Linked DNA regions of Mus musculus: all the other regions are linked to region 1. A link is a contact called in public ChIA-PET, Hi-C and HiChIP or PLAC-seq data. All regions are on one chromosome and are shown on one strand. Each heading gives the region's core, a stretch centred on a gene start, on an enhancer-like site or on the middle of the called end of the contact. The rest is flanking DNA. Distances are from core to core; before and after follow the strand shown. Region 1 has its middle 27 kb from the start of Aadacl2fm2. Region 2 overlaps Med12l (mediator complex subunit 12-like). Region 3 holds the start of P2ry14 (purinergic receptor P2Y, G-protein coupled, 14). Region 4 has its middle 87 kb from the start of Mbnl1. Region 5 overlaps Med12l (mediator complex subunit 12-like). Region 6 holds the start of Gpr171 (G protein-coupled receptor 171).

Region 1 (2,700 bases), core at 29-2,528:
GAGCAAGCCTCACAGACTGCCTTTTATGATCCCACAATACTGAGTGCTTAGGACCCCAATGTAGCCCTGAGCCTTTGTCAGGGTGAGCTTTAAAGCACAAAAACTGTATCCTGAGTTAAAAGTGTAGGCTTATATTTTTCAAAACCTTCTTCAATAAGTGTTCTTAAAAGTTTCAAATCCTGTATAGCCCACCAACCAAAGGTAGGAGAGGAAAATGGCTAAATGAACAAAGGGGATAAATACCTGTTTAGTTCCTTTGGATGGTTCCAATCTTTGTTGTCTACAGTCTAGTCCACTTAGCAAAACTCCAAACATGAATCAGCAGCAGTGGATTGGTCCAGAAGAAAGAACAAGGCTCCACCTGTTGACTCAAATCCACCAAAGTGGCAAGGAGCTCGAATACTGTGAGCAGTTCTCTTGTGCACTTCTTTCTATGATGTCTAGAAAAGTAAAGGCCAGGGAAGAAAGTAAGGGGAACCCTTGCCAGAGTGTCTTCCACTGTTGTGTTGGCTTATATATACATCACATGACATCTCAAGCATCCACTCCAGCAACATATCACGTGGTTTTCACCAGAGATCTTCCAGAAAAACACCACGTATCTACTTCACCAAAACATCTTCTCATAAAACAACTTTCAGAAAAACACCACGAGGCACAGTTGAGTCTCCAACAACAGCAGAAATTCTCACTTCGTAAAATACTTCAGTTAACAAGAACAGTTAGCTAAAAGCAGAACTACAGAAACCAAAAAGCAAGAAACTGCTCCAGAATTATGAACTTTGATGAGTTAGGGTTTTTGTTGTTGTTTGGCTGGTGGTATTGTCTACATGATGTGTTTTACTTCTTGAATGGCATTTCCATCAGTTAGTAAGTTATGCTAAGGGCCTACTAAGTGCTGAGGACCTGTTACACTCAAGAGTTTGGTTGTATTGAGGCCTAGTGTTTTCTGATGGTTTGGTGGTCTCCAGTGGACAAAGGAAAACAATGGCTGCTTTCTCATGCCCTATTCCTGTTAGCATCATGCATTATTGACCTTAGGAATTTAGAGGGTTCATGTAAGGGCCCTGTATGAACTCCTATTGCCCCAAGATGGTCACTGAGGTGATACAGGCTAGCAGATGGATTATTTTATTCACCATTTAAAGAAGTAAACAGATTCTACTAAGTAAAAAAGTGTTCACTGTCAGGTGTTTCAGATTTCCTGAGTAGAGAAGTTCCTTGAGCACAAGGGAAACCACAATGTGTAAAAGTATATTTAACTTGGTTCTAGGGTGTCTCATCTGGGGAATCTACCTCTCTCCCTTTTGTTTCATGTTCCCTTGCTGTGGTAAGTACTATATACCTGTTTCTATCTACAAACACAGAAATAACTGAAATGTTGATTAATGGAAGTAAGACTGGGTGCCCTCAAATCTTCTTTTCTTGTGGTACAACAGTTACAGGGAGACTATCGCATATGATCAAAAACAAACTATCTTTCAGAGAAGTAGAAATGTACTGCCTTTGACAAAACAACACTCACTAAAATTTATTTCCTCTTGCTGGAAGAAAGCACTTAAAAAGGGTGGTTTTGTGTTCCTGTTTCTCCCACTCTAAGAGTCAATGAATAGCATCCATGATGTTTAATGAAACTATAAGACTTGTAAGTGGTTTAGAGCCTTCAGATAATTTCCGCACCATTTCCTGCTGTTTTTCTTGCTCACCTCTATGAGTCTAAACTATATCAGCAACCTTCCCCTCTTCCATTAATGATGAGACACAAATCATCGCGAATTCTTTTCTTATCCTTTTTTTAAAAAAGGTTCTAATTGACTTCTTTAAAGTAATGACATTACTAAAGGATCCAGCTAACATTAATTGAACCTGAGCAGGTATCACACAAACTATCATGTACTGATTAGAGACATTATAATCATCACACTACATATCTCTCATCTCTTTTAGATTAGCAGTTAATGAAGCTTCACAGACTTGATATCCTCTCATTAAAACAGTGGTGACTTCTGGTTGTTTGTTTTATTGTTGATTGTACCATGAATCCACAGAAAACTAGATCCCACCCATCAAGCTTTGTTTGCTCAGACTCATTATTTTAATAATCTGTTCTTTAAGTATGTAAACCAAAAAAAAAAAAAAAAAAAAAAAAACTTTACTGAAATAAAAAAAAAAATGGAAGAGTTAGAGTATTTGCTGGATTTTAGCCCTTAGTCAAGACCAGGAATAGGAATTTGATGTTACCAGTAGCAATACTCTCTGTCTAAAGAGATTATGAGTAGTAACTTCAGAAGTGTCATACTGTCTCTGAAACCACAGTGAATTAATGTTACATCAGATGTGATATGATCTACCATTTAATGCCATGTTATCATTCGTGTTTCGTGGTTTTGTTTTTGTTTTGTTATTTGAGATTTTTTTTCAGCCTTAAATAGTGTATATCTCCCTTATTTTATTGTGGCATTTATCAGTAATAAATCTTATGTTTATGGACTATATAATTGTCTCTTGACAAATGCACATATTAGGAATTGGTTAATTCAAACTGATTAACATTTAAAATCTACCCTCAGCAATATTCATCAATACAACCAAAGCCACCATTGTTCACCACATGGCTCTTGAAATTTTTCCTAAAATGCTGCCAAATTTTTCTACACACTGAATCTTGTTTTAACCATACCCATCACCCCACACCCCACT
Region 2 (2,700 bases), core at 131-2,630, 620 kb after region 1:
CTGAACTCCAATGACACTGAAATACTATTACAAAGGGCGCATACTCAACCCCACTGTTAGGTGGTTAGAATGTGGACTTCCCCCTCTTTCTCCCTTCTTCCCCCCTCTCTCTACCTTCCCCCTCCCCTCTTCTCCTTCTGCTCTCCATCAGCATACCACATACTCCCCTCCATGATTATTCATATCCACTATAGACCCAGAGACATCAGGCCCAGTAACCATGGGGTAAAACCTCTACAATATAATGATCCAAAATAAATCTTCCCTCAGTTAAGTATTCTGTCCCAGCAATGGAAAACTGACTGACATACTTGATGGTACCTCCTTGGCTTATACTTATATGGACTTGTTTTCCTTACATTAAGTAGCTATTGCTATTAAGTGCCTAGTTACATGAGAGGCACTATGAATACTTAATGCTGCACTAATAATGGGTTCACAACATCTTATGTCATCTAGCAATGACATGCCCTTTTATAAATGTAAGCAAATTATCCACAGGTACCTCAAAGCCTGCTGATTTCACAGCTGAGGGGCTTCCTGTCAGCCATGCCCCTGCCTCCACTTGCAAATACCTTCCTCTCTTGTCTGACTGTACACCAACTGTAATACACCTTTCATGAATCCGTGAACCCCTCTCCTTCAAGACAAATCCTAGTGGTATATCCTCCTCCCTGTCACCATACCAGCAGCCTTTCAGTGAGCTCAGAAGCCCAAAGTAAGAAAACACACCCACATCCTTGGAATGATGTGGCAGGCATGAGGCCAGGGACTAAGGATGTGATGGAAGGCATAAGGCACAGCCCCTGACATCACAGAGCAGGCGTCTGAGAAAGGTAACTGTGCCCAAGCACAGCCAAGAAAGAAACAAAGCCCTCCTATTTCTGGTGACAGTAATCAAGCACAATGCCTAAACCGGGTGGACTCAGGTAAGTACAGGACATGCTGAACTTGAGACTTCTGTTACCTAAGAACTCTAAACTTTGAGCACAAACTGGTATGAAACCATCATAAACAAGCACTATGTAGGTTTTGCGGTTGGAGTTTCATGGTGATACTAGGAGCAGAGACTGAGAAAACGACCCATGCTGTGCTGTCCTGAAGCACTCTGCTCTGGCTGGGGCATCTGGCCTGGCTGTTTCATTACTTGGAAAGAAGTCTGTTCACAGGGGCCCCAGAAAGAGAATTGAAAAGCAGCTTTTCCTGCCTGCCACCCTTGGGTCTTCCCTCTTCTCCACGTTCCTGAAGCGCCCAAACGTGCAGTGCAGCCTCTGCTCTCACACCAGGCAGGATCAAAAGCAGAGAGGCCAAGAGGAAGGAAGTGGTCCAAGAGCTCTGCAAAGCTGTGGGGCCCTCCCCACCTGGCGGCCTGGAGATGAGGTCACCAGTAACTGCCTAGTCAGTACCGGGAAGCTGAGGGCTCCGTGGTTCACTCCCCTCAGGTGACTGCTGGGCCCAGAGGCCACTGTCAGACAGCCTCTGAGCTCTGAATTGAATGCGAGAATTTCTTCCTTTTATAAGACACAGAGTGGAAAAAATACTAAAACACAAGGTGCATTCCCTACCTTCTTTACAGCAGCACTCAAGTTGACACCGCCCCAGCAGGGAAAGAGTAAAAGCAGCTCACATTCCATGAGCTATTAGTGAAAGCGTGCCCCCAGCACGGGCAGGGTCAGCTCCTCTCACCACAGGCAGAGCCTGGTGTCAAATGTTCTCACCTGTACTCTACAATTTCTAACGGACTTTAGCTGACTATTGAAGCTGAGGCTGTACGCAAATCAGGACTCTCCACCTCCTACAAGGATGTGAAGGATCAGATTTCCCTCTTAGCCATTACAAAGCAGTCTGCAAGGACTACAGAGACAGGAGGGGCTGAGGTCCCCCCAGCTGGTATGAGAAAGAACACCCCTTGTAAAAGCAAACATCAAACCACCATGACTAGAGAGAGGTTGCTAACTTTATCTCCCACCACGCATGCAACATCAATCCTGGACAAATTATAGGACCCAAGAAAAAAAGGAGGTACATTTTAAAGATGGGAGATACATATCTGAGTCTTAACCAACCACTCAATATATCTCCATCTTACTAGAGAACAGGTACATAATGTTGGTTCTTCCAATAAAATATAAGCTATTTTATTACTGGCCACAGTAGCAATTTTTGGAACATACTTATTATGTTTTATAATCTCAATGGATATTCATGCTCAAGTGTTGTATAACTATGCGAAAACTCTGAGCACACAACTGTGAGTAACTTGCTCTAAGCCACACAGCTACCATCCAATATTTACATGTGAATTCCAGGAATAACAAGTAACTCAGTGCTCAGGAAAACAGTGGCTCCTGAGCCAGGCACGGTGGCACACGCCAGCAATCTCAGCACTAAGCAGGCAAGGCAGGAAGATTTGGAGTTCAGAAGTCTCCCTGAGCCACAGAGGACCTTATCTCCAAATAAGAAGGGAAAAAGAAAGGGAACAGAAAAAGAGGGGAGGAGAGGGGAAGGGGAGGGGAGGAGAGGGGAGGGGAGGGAAGGGGAGGGGAGGGGAGGTTGATTCTTTGGTTCAGTGGACAAGTAAAACCGTCTGTTATCATTATTTAAAATTGTAAATGGACAAGTAAAACTGTCACTTGCAAACTTATACATAAATACATGCCTTAATATAAATGCATATTAAAAACTAAAGCCACGTTTTAA
Region 3 (2,700 bases), core at 102-2,601, 570 kb after region 1:
GCTTAGGAGATACGAGACAGTTTGAGGAACTTTTACTTTTGATTCGGTAAGACAGAGTTGGGCGGGAGGGGAAAATGGTGAGACCAAAAAAAAAAGAGAGAGAAATCTAAGAAAGACCAGAGAAAATGCTCCAGGTCCAGTGCTGGGTGGAAGCATTCAAAGTTGGCTTAAGCACATGGAGGAACCTCGGCATAATGGTACAGAGAGATGGTGTGGTATTGTGTTAATCCAGAGTACAACTGGAGAGCAAAAAAAAAAAAAAAAAAAAAAATCCATGGGAACAATTTGTTAAATACTCAGAAACAGGTCAGTTAGCAAACCAACATGGAAATAGTGCTATCCAAAATCAGACCGGAGTTGTGCTGATAAACTGGAGAAAGGTCGGAAGTCCCTACGCACCACTAAAGGATGGTGCAGACTGGGCACAATTAGCATCCCACAAGGACAGGGCATGTGTGTCCCAAAGAGGGGGCTGGCATCTTTTGAACCACTCTCTGCTCATCTGTTGCTGCATTGCCAGTACAGGGCAAGGCTCCTGTGGACACCCACACAGGTGTGCTTTACTCTCAGATAAATGTTCAGTTTTCCAGAAAAAATAAAGCAAAGGGGAGTGGGGGAACCTTAGCTAGTTAAAACCATGTGAATCAAAACTTTAAAATGAATCCAAACAGAGAACACTGTAGCTATTATTACTACAGCTTCACACAAAAGGTCATGGCTAGACATGGGAACAATCCATCCTCCTGCCGGCTGGGTTCCTCTCCCTCTTCACACACCCCTTCATGCTGTTTACCCTTGATCAGGCCTTGACAATCTGTAACCCTTAGCAAATCTACATCAGCTCCAACTTATATAAGCACAAACTAGAGCCGGCCTCCAAAAGCTGGTGGAAATCTGTACTGCTGGATGCTCAGGAATTTGGCGAGCCATCAACATTTCAGAGGGTACTTTAAATGTTTTGGTTTGAGCCCTAATGCAGCACTTCCCGCTTGTCAACATGAACAGCCCAAGCTAAAAAGCAAAGTACATTTCCCTCAGTACCAGTCAGATGTTATACTAAGTCGCTGAACCAATCTTACCTACAGGGACTGTGGAGGCCAGAAGAATTGGTAAGTAGGAAAATTCCATCCAGTTCAGGGTAGAGTCAAAGACTACAGGTAATCCCAAAGTAAGATGGCTTTCTGCACTTTGAGTCTCCGAAATTGTTCCTATGTGATGAATGGAACACTGGATTTATAGGTGAGACTGGACTTTCCCTACGTTCAGCAAGGTAATGAAGCATGATTTTCTTCTGTGGGCTCACGGACTAGGAATTGGGAGTTCCTCTTTTAAGCAAGCTCTCAGGCTGATGCAGAATAGCAGTGTGCAGTAGCAGAGATGGGGTTAAAAGGAGTTATCTGATCCTGTGAAGGGGACAAGTGCAGCTGGGTTATGACGCAACCCTCGGAGCAAAGGCAGCTCAATAACTAAAATGCTTAGGAAAGAAAACAAATACAGAGCATGAAGGCCGCCACCCCAGCAGAGCTGAAGCCAGACGTGAAGGAGTTCATGTAAGGGAGTCCCTGCTGTCCTCCAGACACACTGATGCCTGGGCTACGGATGGGGACGGGGACGCAATGGTAAGTCACACTCTAATTTCAAAAGAGAGAAAGAGGAATCAGAGTGGCCTCCTGGTGCTTGTGTCTTAGGGTTTATATTTTCATTTCCTTGATCCTTAAGTTCTGATTTCTTCCTCTAAGGCTTAAAAAAAAATACGTAAAGAGTGGTTTTAGTTTCAATTCACGAGTGGCGAGGATGAAGAAGATACTTACAAAGTTCCATCTATAGTCTACTTTTCTGTAAATTGTAAAGTAACTTAAATGAAGCCTGACTAACATTTTTGTAACCTAAAATATACTTATGGTAAGCTCTAGTTTATTTATTCAACCACCTAAAGATTGATAGGTTAAAAAAAAAAACCTCATTTGATGGAAAATTTGTAAACTTGCAACTGTAGGGAGAGGTTTTGAGACTCAACCACAGCGTGCCCTCATGCTGAAGGAAGTTTAAAAGAAGTAAATTCAGTATTTACTATATCCTGACAACTTTAAAATATTAGCTAATCACAAGAAATTGTTATGGGTTGGGGTATAAAATACCTATGACCACTCTTCCTAAAAATAAAGAAGACCCTTCTCTGCCTTTAGCTCATGTCATGTGCACAAGAGCCAAGAGACACTGTGACAGCATGTCATGATTTTATATGACAGGGAGGATTTCTAGTTAACAGGTCCATGCACTGAGCTCATAGGTTACTGTCCTCCACCTTTAAGACTTGGAACACATGCTGTCAGATCGTCAGGTCACTGGGTGTTCCGAATAGGCAGGGGACACTGGAAAAAAAAATCTCTGTATGTCTCTGTCTTACCAATCTGAAACTGAGTTTAGCAAGTTTCAGAGTCAAGGTGACTTGTCTAATTAAAGGGCAAGACTAGTACTCAGAGAAACCATCCGGCTCCCAATCTATTTCCTTGTCTCTAGCATACAATGACTATGACTAATAAAAAATGTAATTTATGCATGAATAGGAGAGAAATGCAAGACTGTGCAGAACTGGCTAGCCCTTTAGCTGGATGTTTACATAATAAGGGCAGTAATCGAGTTATAGAAAATAGTTAATATTATTGGAGTCCCAAAAAGGGGGGGGGGGGCGAAGCAAGC
Region 4 (2,700 bases), core at 113-2,612, 710 kb before region 1:
TCCACCAGCAATTGAAGAGTGTTCCTCTTTCTCCACATCCTCGCCAGCATCTGCTGTCACCTGAATTTTTGATCTTAGCCATTCTGACTGGTGTGAGGTGGAATCTCAGGGTCATTTTGATTTGCATTTCACTGATGATTAAGGATGTTAAACATTTCTTTAGGTGCTTCTCAGCCATTTGGAATTCCTCGGTTGAGAATTCTTTGTTTAGCTCTGTACCCCATTTTAAAATAGGTTTGTTTGGTTTTCTGGAGTCCAACTTCTTGAGTTCTTTACATATATTGGATATTAGCCCTGTAAAGGAGAATCTTATGAGAAGGAACAAGAAACACATACAGACACAGAGACCCAGTTCATTTTCATATTCCAGAATGCCATAAAAACACTAAACAGGAAGTTATATCTATGGAAAGGACCTGTAAGGTAAAAAGAAAAGAAAAATGTAAATAAAATAAAAATTAAAAAATAATCAGATAAAATTAGAATAAACAGTCAGGAAGAGTCCTGATGATATTATGATGCAAGGAAACTCCAATCTGCAATTGAGTTTTCTGTTGCCTCTCTACTGCTTAAGAATAGTTTGTTTTCTTAGTGAGACTCCCCTGGAAGAAACTAAATTTTCATTTTCAAGTGGCTATCAATTGGCGATTGCTTCTTGGTTAGGGAGGACAGCCTGTGTCCTCTGTTTTCTGCACTGGGAATCTACATGTGGTGGACCCTTGCAGACCTGTGCGCACTGCCTCAGTTTCTGTGAGCTCTTGCACATGTGCATTGATCATATTGATTGAGAAGGTCTGTTTGCTTGGTGTCCCCCACTCCCTCTGGCTCTTACATTCTTTCTACCTCTTCTTCCTTGGGGTTCCCTGAGTGCTGAAAGCCTCAACATTCTTAGAAAGGTCCTCTGATTCATGTCAGTAGCAGAGAGAAACACCATACACATTATATCCTCAGTAAAACTCACTAATCTTTTTACCTAATAAGTACTTGTAGTTTTAACTTTTCAAAATTGTGTGTTGTATGTTGGAGGAGACCTAGGAAACTTTGAGTAACCTTAAAACTTTATTAAAAATGAAGCACAAGCTATGTGGTGGTGGCCATGCCTTTTATACCAGAGGCAGGTGAGTCTCTGAATTTGGGGCCAGCCTGGTTCAGGGATACATTGAGAAACCCTCTTTAGGAAACAAAACAAAACAAAACAAAAACAAACAAAAAAGAAGCACAAACTACTCTAGTAGAGAAAAAGTAGTGTTTAGCTTGCCAGGGACTTGGGAACAGGTTTCTGAGGGCATTATCTTCAACACCAGAGCACACAGGATGAGGATGTGGGTACAGCACCGACAGACACGTGTCATTGACAAGCTGGTTTAGAAACAACACAGCAGTTGGTGTGTTTGAGGCAGACTCAGACTGCCGAGCATTTACAGAGCTGAATGTGGACTGAAGAGGCAGTTTGAAGCCACATCTTAAAGGACTTTTTAGACCAGTAGAATAGATTATTTTAGGTCTGTTCCAGTAGTCTAGCAGGTCAGCAGAAAGATTTAAGATGCTAAATGTGTATAGCAGAATATCATTAGAAATAATTTCATTCACTTTTGTTTCCAGATGTATTTGGTTCTATCCTAGGGCTCTGGCCTATCCAACCTTTGGTTCCTTGCCATCTAGGCAGTGTGAGGCATGGGCTCCCTCTCAGGGCATGGGTTTAAAGCTGGACCAATCATTGGTTGGCCACTCACACAAGTTCTAAGCCACTTTTCCCCAAGCACATCTTATAGGTAGGACAAATTGTAAGTCAAAGGTTTTGCATCTGGGTTGATGTCCCAGTCCCATCCTGGAAGCCTAGTCTGGGTACAGAAAATGACTAGCTCATATTTAGATTCTATCTCTCCAATTACTAGTTTTCACTAGAGTCATCCTCATAGATTTTAGGGAGTTTCCATTGCACTAGATTTCTACATCGACCTTGCATTTCAGTCATCTCCCCCAGTACTCTCTCCCTCTATCCCTACACACCCCAAAAGTCAATGGAATAATTACTAATGATATTCTGATATATTCGTAGACTGAAACTTAAGATAATTGTCACCACAGAGGCTACATCCAGCAACTGATAGGAGCAGATGTAGAAACCTGCAGTCAAACATTAGGTGGACCTCAGGAGTCCTGCAGGAATGGAGGAGGAAGATTGTTGGAGCCAGATGGCTAGAAGATACCACAAGAAAATGGATCACATAACCAACCAAGCAGGGCTAATAGATGCTCACAGAGACTGAAGCAGCAACCAAGGATCCTATATAGGTCTTCATTAGGTTCTCCTCATATGTGCTATGGTTGGATAACTTGGTGTTCTTGTAGAACTGGAATGCCCAGTATTTCAAGAGCTGAACAAGAACTGAAGATGTAATTTGAAGCCACATCTTAAAAGCTTTTTAGACCAGGTGGAATATATTATTTTAGGTCTATTCTAGTGGTCTTAACAAGCTACCTATACCCCAATACTCCTAATAGTGGGAGTAGGTGTTGTCTCTGAGTTTTGGGCCTGCTTTTGGGACCCCTTTTCTCCTACTGGATTGCCTTGTCCAGCCTTTATTTGAGGGTGTAAGGCCTAGACTTACTGTAACATGTTATGCCCTAGTTCATTGATATCCCTGCGAGGCCTGCCCTGTTCTGAATGGAAACAGAGAAGAGTGTATCTGGTAGAGA
Region 5 (2,700 bases), core at 108-2,607, 530 kb after region 1:
TTCTTTTTCCCACGAATTAAACTAACTAGTCCAGACAAAGCAACTTGCCAGTTTTGGTGTCACATGTTTGCAATTCCAATTTAGGAGAGGTGGAAGAAGCAAGGTGAGTTCAAGGTCACCCTTGACTACCCAGGAAGTTGGAGGCCAGCCTAGACTCTATGGAACCATCTCAAATGACAAAAAGTACCCCAAACTACAAAGAAGGTAACTAGAGAGATGAGTAACCTGTACAGTATTAATTGCAGAAACCCACACACAGAATCTAGAATTATGTACTCTGCCCATATCAGTTTGCTGAGGAGAAAGAAAATGGCTCCTAAACAGTTTAAGAAAGCACACACCCTGGCTTGGGATCACTGAAGCACTTCCTCTAACTTGCAGTTAACCCTCAGGCAAGTCTCCACACCACAAACTTGCTGAGCCCTGCTCCTCCCACACATCACCCCAGCATGATAAGCAGCCTTTATTTTCCTGGACAACTCTGAGTTTATCCCCTATGGAATTTCTTCAGTTTCATCCCAGCTGGGGACTCTCCTTGAGTTTTCAAAGCTTACTTTCCAAACTTGTTCCATCCCCTGGCCAGAAAGACTAGCAGTGAGAGTCCTAATAAATAAACTATCACACCAAGGGTCGCCTTGCCCTCCCCAGTCTGTAGCAGTGTGAACTGCTAAGCATATCTGGCTTCAGATCCCTACAGAGCAGGCTCTGAAGAGCAGAGACAGGAAAGGAGCAAAGAGATGATCTAACACCAGGGCATGACCCTCACTGTCTGCAGACTAATTCTATGCCTGCGTTTCCTCTCAGTTACAGAACACTCAATAGACCAGTCCCTCTTCCAATAATAGGTTCCTAGTATATTCACTAAGCAGTCTTTTAAGTACTTCCTGTAGTACTGGACACTGAGGATATCAAATCAGAGAAGCCATCAAGAACGGTCACTGCCCACCGTCGCTAAGAATGATTCCAAAACAGAGCCCCCCTCTCCCCCCCCCCCAGATGTATCCAAACACTTCCAAGTATTATGACAGTTGAGTTCCTTCTTGGGATCCAAGCAGATAAGGAGAAACGTGATCTTTCTAACTTAAGTTAAAACACAGAACACCTGCTTCTGATTTCTTGACATCTTTTTCCAAAAGGACACACAAAGATGAAACACATGTGCAGGAGTTTCTGGTCTGTAACAATTAAGGTTCTCAACTTTGAACCTTTGCTAACATCAAGGCTTCCAGGAACACCAAGATCCTGCTGGAGTGACATCTGGCTGACATTTAAGTAGCACTGTGCTTCATCAGGACCCACATCCAAGTGAGGCTCTGTGTGCTGTGCATTACCACACAAATGCCCCACACAGGAACCATGTTATAAACTGATCTCTTTCAGCCTGCCAGAAGGTGGTAGCACTACATTAGACAATTGCTCCTCCATCATGCTCAGATGAAGAGACAAAACGACAGTGAATCCCTAAGGCTATCCGTCTTTAGCAGAAGGTATAGTTTGGCAACATGAGACTTCTATCGTGTGGCAGAGATTGAATAATGCCCTCATTCTTCATTACTCCAAGCCAACAGGTTCCAGCAGGATTTTGTGTGTCATACCGGGAAGCACAGCCATGCTCTGCATGCAATGTGTCACAGCAAGGTTAGACTTTTTAGAAGCTCCTTTCAAATTACTTTGGCAGACATCCTTAAAATACCTCAGCATACGGAATCACAAAGACCACACACAGCATGACATTTAGGACCCTATGTCTATACCACAGAGTAGTCATCGTTCTTTCAATTCCATGCCTCCACAAACAACAACTACCTTTCCACAAGCACTGCACACACTAGGGTCAATGTCCAAACCCTCTTCCTGCGACTACCAGAGTTTATACTGGGCCTTGTCCCTAAGCTTCTGTATCCTTAACCCCGTGTGTTTCTCAATGCCTGGTGGACCCACCCCTATCTATACAAAACCAAGTAGCTACACGCATGCACTACCATAAGCCACACGCCAACAAAGTCTTTCTTAAAAGAACTTTTAGAAAATGTACATAATTTGGGCCAGTAAGATGGCTCAGAGAGTAAGGGTGTGTATGTAATGTTCAGTCTCGCCCACCTAAACACAATCCCCCAATCCCACAAGGTGGCAGAAGAGAACCAACTCGTTAAAGTTGCCTGACCTCCAGACACATGTGGTGATGTGGTTATGCCTACACACATATACATACACAGACACACACACACGAACACTTTATAAAACATTACATGATTCAATAAATGGATACTATGTGGTTAAAATTACGTCACTGGAACATGCATACTTATATAAATGTTCACTGGCAGAGACAATGAAACATATTATGAAATACCAAAAAGCTAAGAGAAAGACTAAGATCCAGAACACTCATAAAAACCAGTGTACAAAACAGTACATGCAGCAGCAACAGGACAGTAACATCGAAACTGTTTCCATACTTGAAAAAAGGGTTTATAAGTTATATAGCATTAGGAATGATACTTAAGAGGCTAGGGATGTGGCTCAATTGGTAACGTGCTTGCTCTGCAAGTGGGAGCAGCTCAGTTCAGATCCCAGCCCACATATAAAATGGCAGGCCCAACAGTGCACGCTGGTGACCCACCTCAGGGGAAGCAGTGCCAAGAGCATCCCTGGGCCTCCCTGGGCAGCTAGTCTAGCCAATCAGTGATTCCTACACTT
Region 6 (2,700 bases), core at 97-2,596, 600 kb after region 1:
TGTTTTTATTGTAGGAGAATAATCATGTGATATAAGGTACAAGTTGCTAAATAAATGCCCCAACTTATCAAGCTGTTTATGTCAAGACGAGAAATACTTTCTGATTGTTTTCAGTCTCATAACATGGAAAGCAGGTGACATGTGTTCCTTAACACTTAGAAGTGTAATATTAGGATTATGTGTATGTGAGTGTGAATATGTGTGTGTCATGGTACACAAGTGCCAGTCAAAGGCCAAGTTCATACAGTGAGTCTCTCCTCTCGCTCCCCACGCTCTAGGGATTGAATTTGGTTTATCAGACTTGTATGGCAAGTGCTCTAACCTGCTGTGCCACCTCCCCGGATTACATGTAGCATATCTGTGAAGGAAAATCTCTAATCACCTGTACAGTCACATTTATGTGGTTCATGTAAACGCAGAAATAAAGCTTAAATCCATAAACCAAGAAAGGGAACAGCGGTTATCTCTCTGTTCTTCTAACGGTGTTCTTTTATTTTATTTCAAGATTTTGTTTCTAAACTGGAGCTGTCAAGCTGGCTCAACGGATTGAAACGTGCTGGCCACCATGCCTGACAACTTGAGTATAACCCTGTATGGTGGAAGGGGAACCGATTCCTCAGTGCTGTCATATGAACTCCACAAACACGCTCTGACACACATGTACCTCACATGCATACATACAAAATAATAAATGTAGAAAAATGTTTTTCTATCATGAACAACAAAAAGGTAACTATACCATACCAGACTCTATACGGTGTTAATTTCCAGATGGCCTCACAAGATAGCCTAGACTGGTTTTACATTCACCATGGAGCCCAGGCTGCCTCAGATTTGTGGCTATCACCCTGACTCAGCCTCCCAAATGCTGGGGCTACAGGTGTCTGCCAGCCACAATGTGGTTGTGTTATTTTTCAATCAACAAATACCTTAAATAAATACAAGCTGCAACAATATTACTTAATAATTGTACCTCTGAAGTACTGATATCAGTAACTAAAAAACTATCTGCTTAGGTACCTTACTGTCTTTAATTCATAAACTCAATACCAGTTTCAAGAGTTTAACACTATTTTTTTAAAAAACTATTATGAAACAGAACAGTATGTGGTACTTTTACTTTAAAAAAAAAAAAGATACATGAGGCAAGACGTTATCATGGATAATTTAAAATTCTTTTTCCTAAAACAGTAACTGACAAATTTGAGTTACTTAGACAGATGAAATTGTTTTCTTACAAAAACTTCCTCAGGAGACTTTCATACAGTTTAGACCATTTGCAAACCACAGTTTCATCTACGTCAATCTCTAGCATTTTAAAACCACACAAGAAGGAAAGGAAATTCTTAGTTCAGCAGGCGACCCTGCAAAATGGAACTGCTGTCACTGTGGGTAACTAAATAGCTCCTGATTCTCTGAAGACCTGGACCTGGGCCTACTCAGGCCAGAGAAGACAGCCAGGACCCAGGCCTTCTCAGGCCAGAGACGACACAGCCAGGTACAACCTGGACCCAGGCCTGCTTAGGCCAGAAAAGACAGCCAGGACCCTGGCCTTCTCAGGCCAGAGAAGACACAGCCAGGTACGTCCTTTTCAATGAGCTCATTCCATTTTTTTTCCTCATAGAAACCAATGTCAGGATTTTCAGTGTTGCAAGAGAAAGAGTCAAAAGTCCCAAGGCTTTGGAGTGGTAGGGCAACCACTATTAAACAAACTGTAATTAGATCTGATCTGTGGGCTTCTAACAGCACTTCCTGCTTTCTTTGGTCTCATCTGTCTTTTAAAAACTACAGTTCAAATTAGACTAATAACTCAGGCAAGGGTAACGAGCTACTGTTTTCTAGCTAGATTGATGATAAGCAAGGCCATGTTATATCTCCCCAGTAGATCTTAACCAGACTTTCCTCTACCAGTCCGACATTAGCAAATTTCAAAACATGTCAAAAATGACTCCCATGGAAAACCTTCTAAGTTTTCATTTAGTTTAGTTAAGTTTTACACCCCAAGGAATAAGCAATCTATGAGAAAGGACCATAGAGATATTTAAAGTCTGTTCTTCATTTTGCTGGAGTACTGCCAAGCACACCTACTTTGTATGGATATTGTTGTCACAATGTTTATCAAGCTCTTAGATTTCAGATTTATGACAGAGAGCATGGGATGCTACTATAGTACAATTTTGCCTCTCATCAATATATGCAAGGTTTTGAGGAACTATTTTTCCTGGCGTTCTAGACACAATTTAATAAAAGCAAGTGCAGAGCACTCAAACTCTTCCGCATTACTGAATGAGTGGTTACACTGTAACCCACTGTAAGTTACTCCACTCTGCAACAGATGGTCAGTTCTAATTACAGAGAATGCCAATCTTGACAAGCTATTATAATATTTTTCTTTACTATAATCTGTACCAATAAAATGAGAGTTTGCCATATAATTATTCAGGCAATCCAGCACTCACAGAAACAAATAACTATTTTACTGACACTATATAACATCTGAAACGCCTATAAGGAAGTCAGAGAAGCCTGAAGTGGCATTCAGACATGAAGGGTCTCCTTCAGGCCCACAGGTCAATAGACAAGACTCAGAAAAACAGAGAAGGGTAAAGGCTACAGAAATCCAGAGCACTTTGCAGCCTCAATTGATTTGAGAACTGGTAAATAGTCATTGATAAAGAACATATCTAACATTAAAGTGCC

What was found. Hi-C and Micro-C count contacts between places; a contact is called where the count stands out from the background. ChIA-PET counts read pairs in DNA pulled down with a chosen protein or histone mark. HiChIP or PLAC-seq counts read pairs in DNA pulled down with a chosen protein or histone mark.
Region 2: a contact with region 1 is called in a BATF HiChIP or PLAC-seq map of CD8 T cells, with 10 read pairs. The contact joins two enhancer-like sites. A contact is called at or near these places in 1 of 39 promoter capture datasets (neural stem cells), 3 of 15 datasets of contacts at CTCF or cohesin (CD8 T cells, the NIH/3T3 cell line and large pre-B cells) and 4 of 115 datasets of contacts at active chromatin or transcription factors (CD8 T cells, T-cell acute lymphoblastic leukemia, effector CD8 T cells and 1 more).
Region 3: a contact with region 1 is called in an RNA polymerase II ChIA-PET map of effector CD8 T cells, with 6 times the contacts expected there. The contact joins the promoter of P2ry14 here to the enhancer-like site in region 1. A contact is called at or near these places in 1 of 39 promoter capture datasets (the C10 cell line), 1 of 15 datasets of contacts at CTCF or cohesin (CD8 T cells), 6 of 115 datasets of contacts at active chromatin or transcription factors (CD8 T cells, bone marrow-derived macrophages, effector CD8 T cells and 2 more) and 1 of 9 other capture datasets (macrophages).
Region 4: a Hi-C map of CD8 T cells shows a contact between it and region 1, with 7 times the contacts expected there. The contact joins two enhancer-like sites. A contact is called at or near these places in 2 of 484 Hi-C or Micro-C datasets (CD4 T cells and CD8 T cells) and 1 of 115 datasets of contacts at active chromatin or transcription factors (memory CD8 T cells).
Region 5: a contact with region 1 is called in a BATF HiChIP or PLAC-seq map of CD8 T cells, with 7 read pairs. The contact joins two enhancer-like sites. A contact is called at or near these places in 1 of 15 datasets of contacts at CTCF or cohesin (the NIH/3T3 cell line), 1 of 115 datasets of contacts at active chromatin or transcription factors (CD8 T cells) and 2 of 9 other capture datasets (embryonic stem cells and macrophages).
Region 6: an RNA polymerase II ChIA-PET map of memory CD8 T cells shows a contact between it and region 1, with 111 read pairs. The contact joins the promoter of Gpr171 here to the enhancer-like site in region 1. A contact is called at or near these places in 5 of 39 promoter capture datasets (the 3T3-L1 cell line, embryonic stem cells, neural stem cells and 1 more), 3 of 115 datasets of contacts at active chromatin or transcription factors (T-cell acute lymphoblastic leukemia, effector CD8 T cells and memory CD8 T cells) and 3 of 9 other capture datasets (adipose tissue, embryonic stem cells and liver).

Annotation. Positions count from the first base shown.
Region 1 is chr3:59,701,464-59,704,163 of GRCm38.p6, reverse strand. No RefSeq gene overlaps it. Among named protein-coding and RNA genes, the nearest start is that of Aadacl2fm2, 27 kb to the left of the region's middle. Within about 2 kb of position 1,278, at least 21 of the 459 cell types and tissues checked have an H3K27ac peak or open chromatin away from gene starts, as enhancers often do. A contact at or near this core is called in CD8 T cells, effector CD8 T cells and memory CD8 T cells, where this site is marked.
Region 2 is chr3:59,079,766-59,082,465 of GRCm38.p6, reverse strand. The region is part of intron 10 of Med12l (mediator complex subunit 12-like); the gene reads right to left. Among named protein-coding and RNA genes, the nearest start is that of Gpr171, 21 kb to the left of the region's middle. Within about 2 kb of position 1,380, at least 80 of the 459 cell types and tissues checked have an H3K27ac peak or open chromatin away from gene starts, as enhancers often do. A contact at or near this core is called in CD8 T cells, where this site is marked.
Region 3 is chr3:59,129,413-59,132,112 of GRCm38.p6, reverse strand. It overlaps P2ry14 (purinergic receptor P2Y, G-protein coupled, 14), which reads left to right and starts at 1,351. Exons shown (of 2, transcript NM_001287124.1): 1 at 1,351-1,619. The coding sequence starts at 1,617. All of the region lies in intron 15 of Med12l (mediator complex subunit 12-like), which reads right to left.
Region 4 is chr3:60,412,608-60,415,307 of GRCm38.p6, reverse strand. No RefSeq gene overlaps it. Among named protein-coding and RNA genes, the nearest start is that of Mbnl1, 87 kb to the left of the region's middle. Within about 2 kb of position 1,362, at least 98 of the 459 cell types and tissues checked have an H3K27ac peak or open chromatin away from gene starts, as enhancers often do. A contact at or near this core is called in CD8 T cells and memory CD8 T cells, where this site is marked.
Region 5 is chr3:59,168,123-59,170,822 of GRCm38.p6, reverse strand. All of the region lies in intron 15 of Med12l (mediator complex subunit 12-like), which reads right to left. Among named protein-coding and RNA genes, the nearest start is that of F630111L10Rik, 16 kb to the right of the region's middle. Within about 2 kb of position 1,357, at least 22 of the 459 cell types and tissues checked have an H3K27ac peak or open chromatin away from gene starts, as enhancers often do. A contact at or near this core is called in CD8 T cells, where this site is marked.
Region 6 is chr3:59,100,467-59,103,166 of GRCm38.p6, reverse strand. Gpr171 (G protein-coupled receptor 171) reads left to right here and starts at 1,346. Exons shown (of 2, transcript NM_173398.3): 1 at 1,346-1,580. All of the region lies in intron 15 of Med12l (mediator complex subunit 12-like), which reads right to left.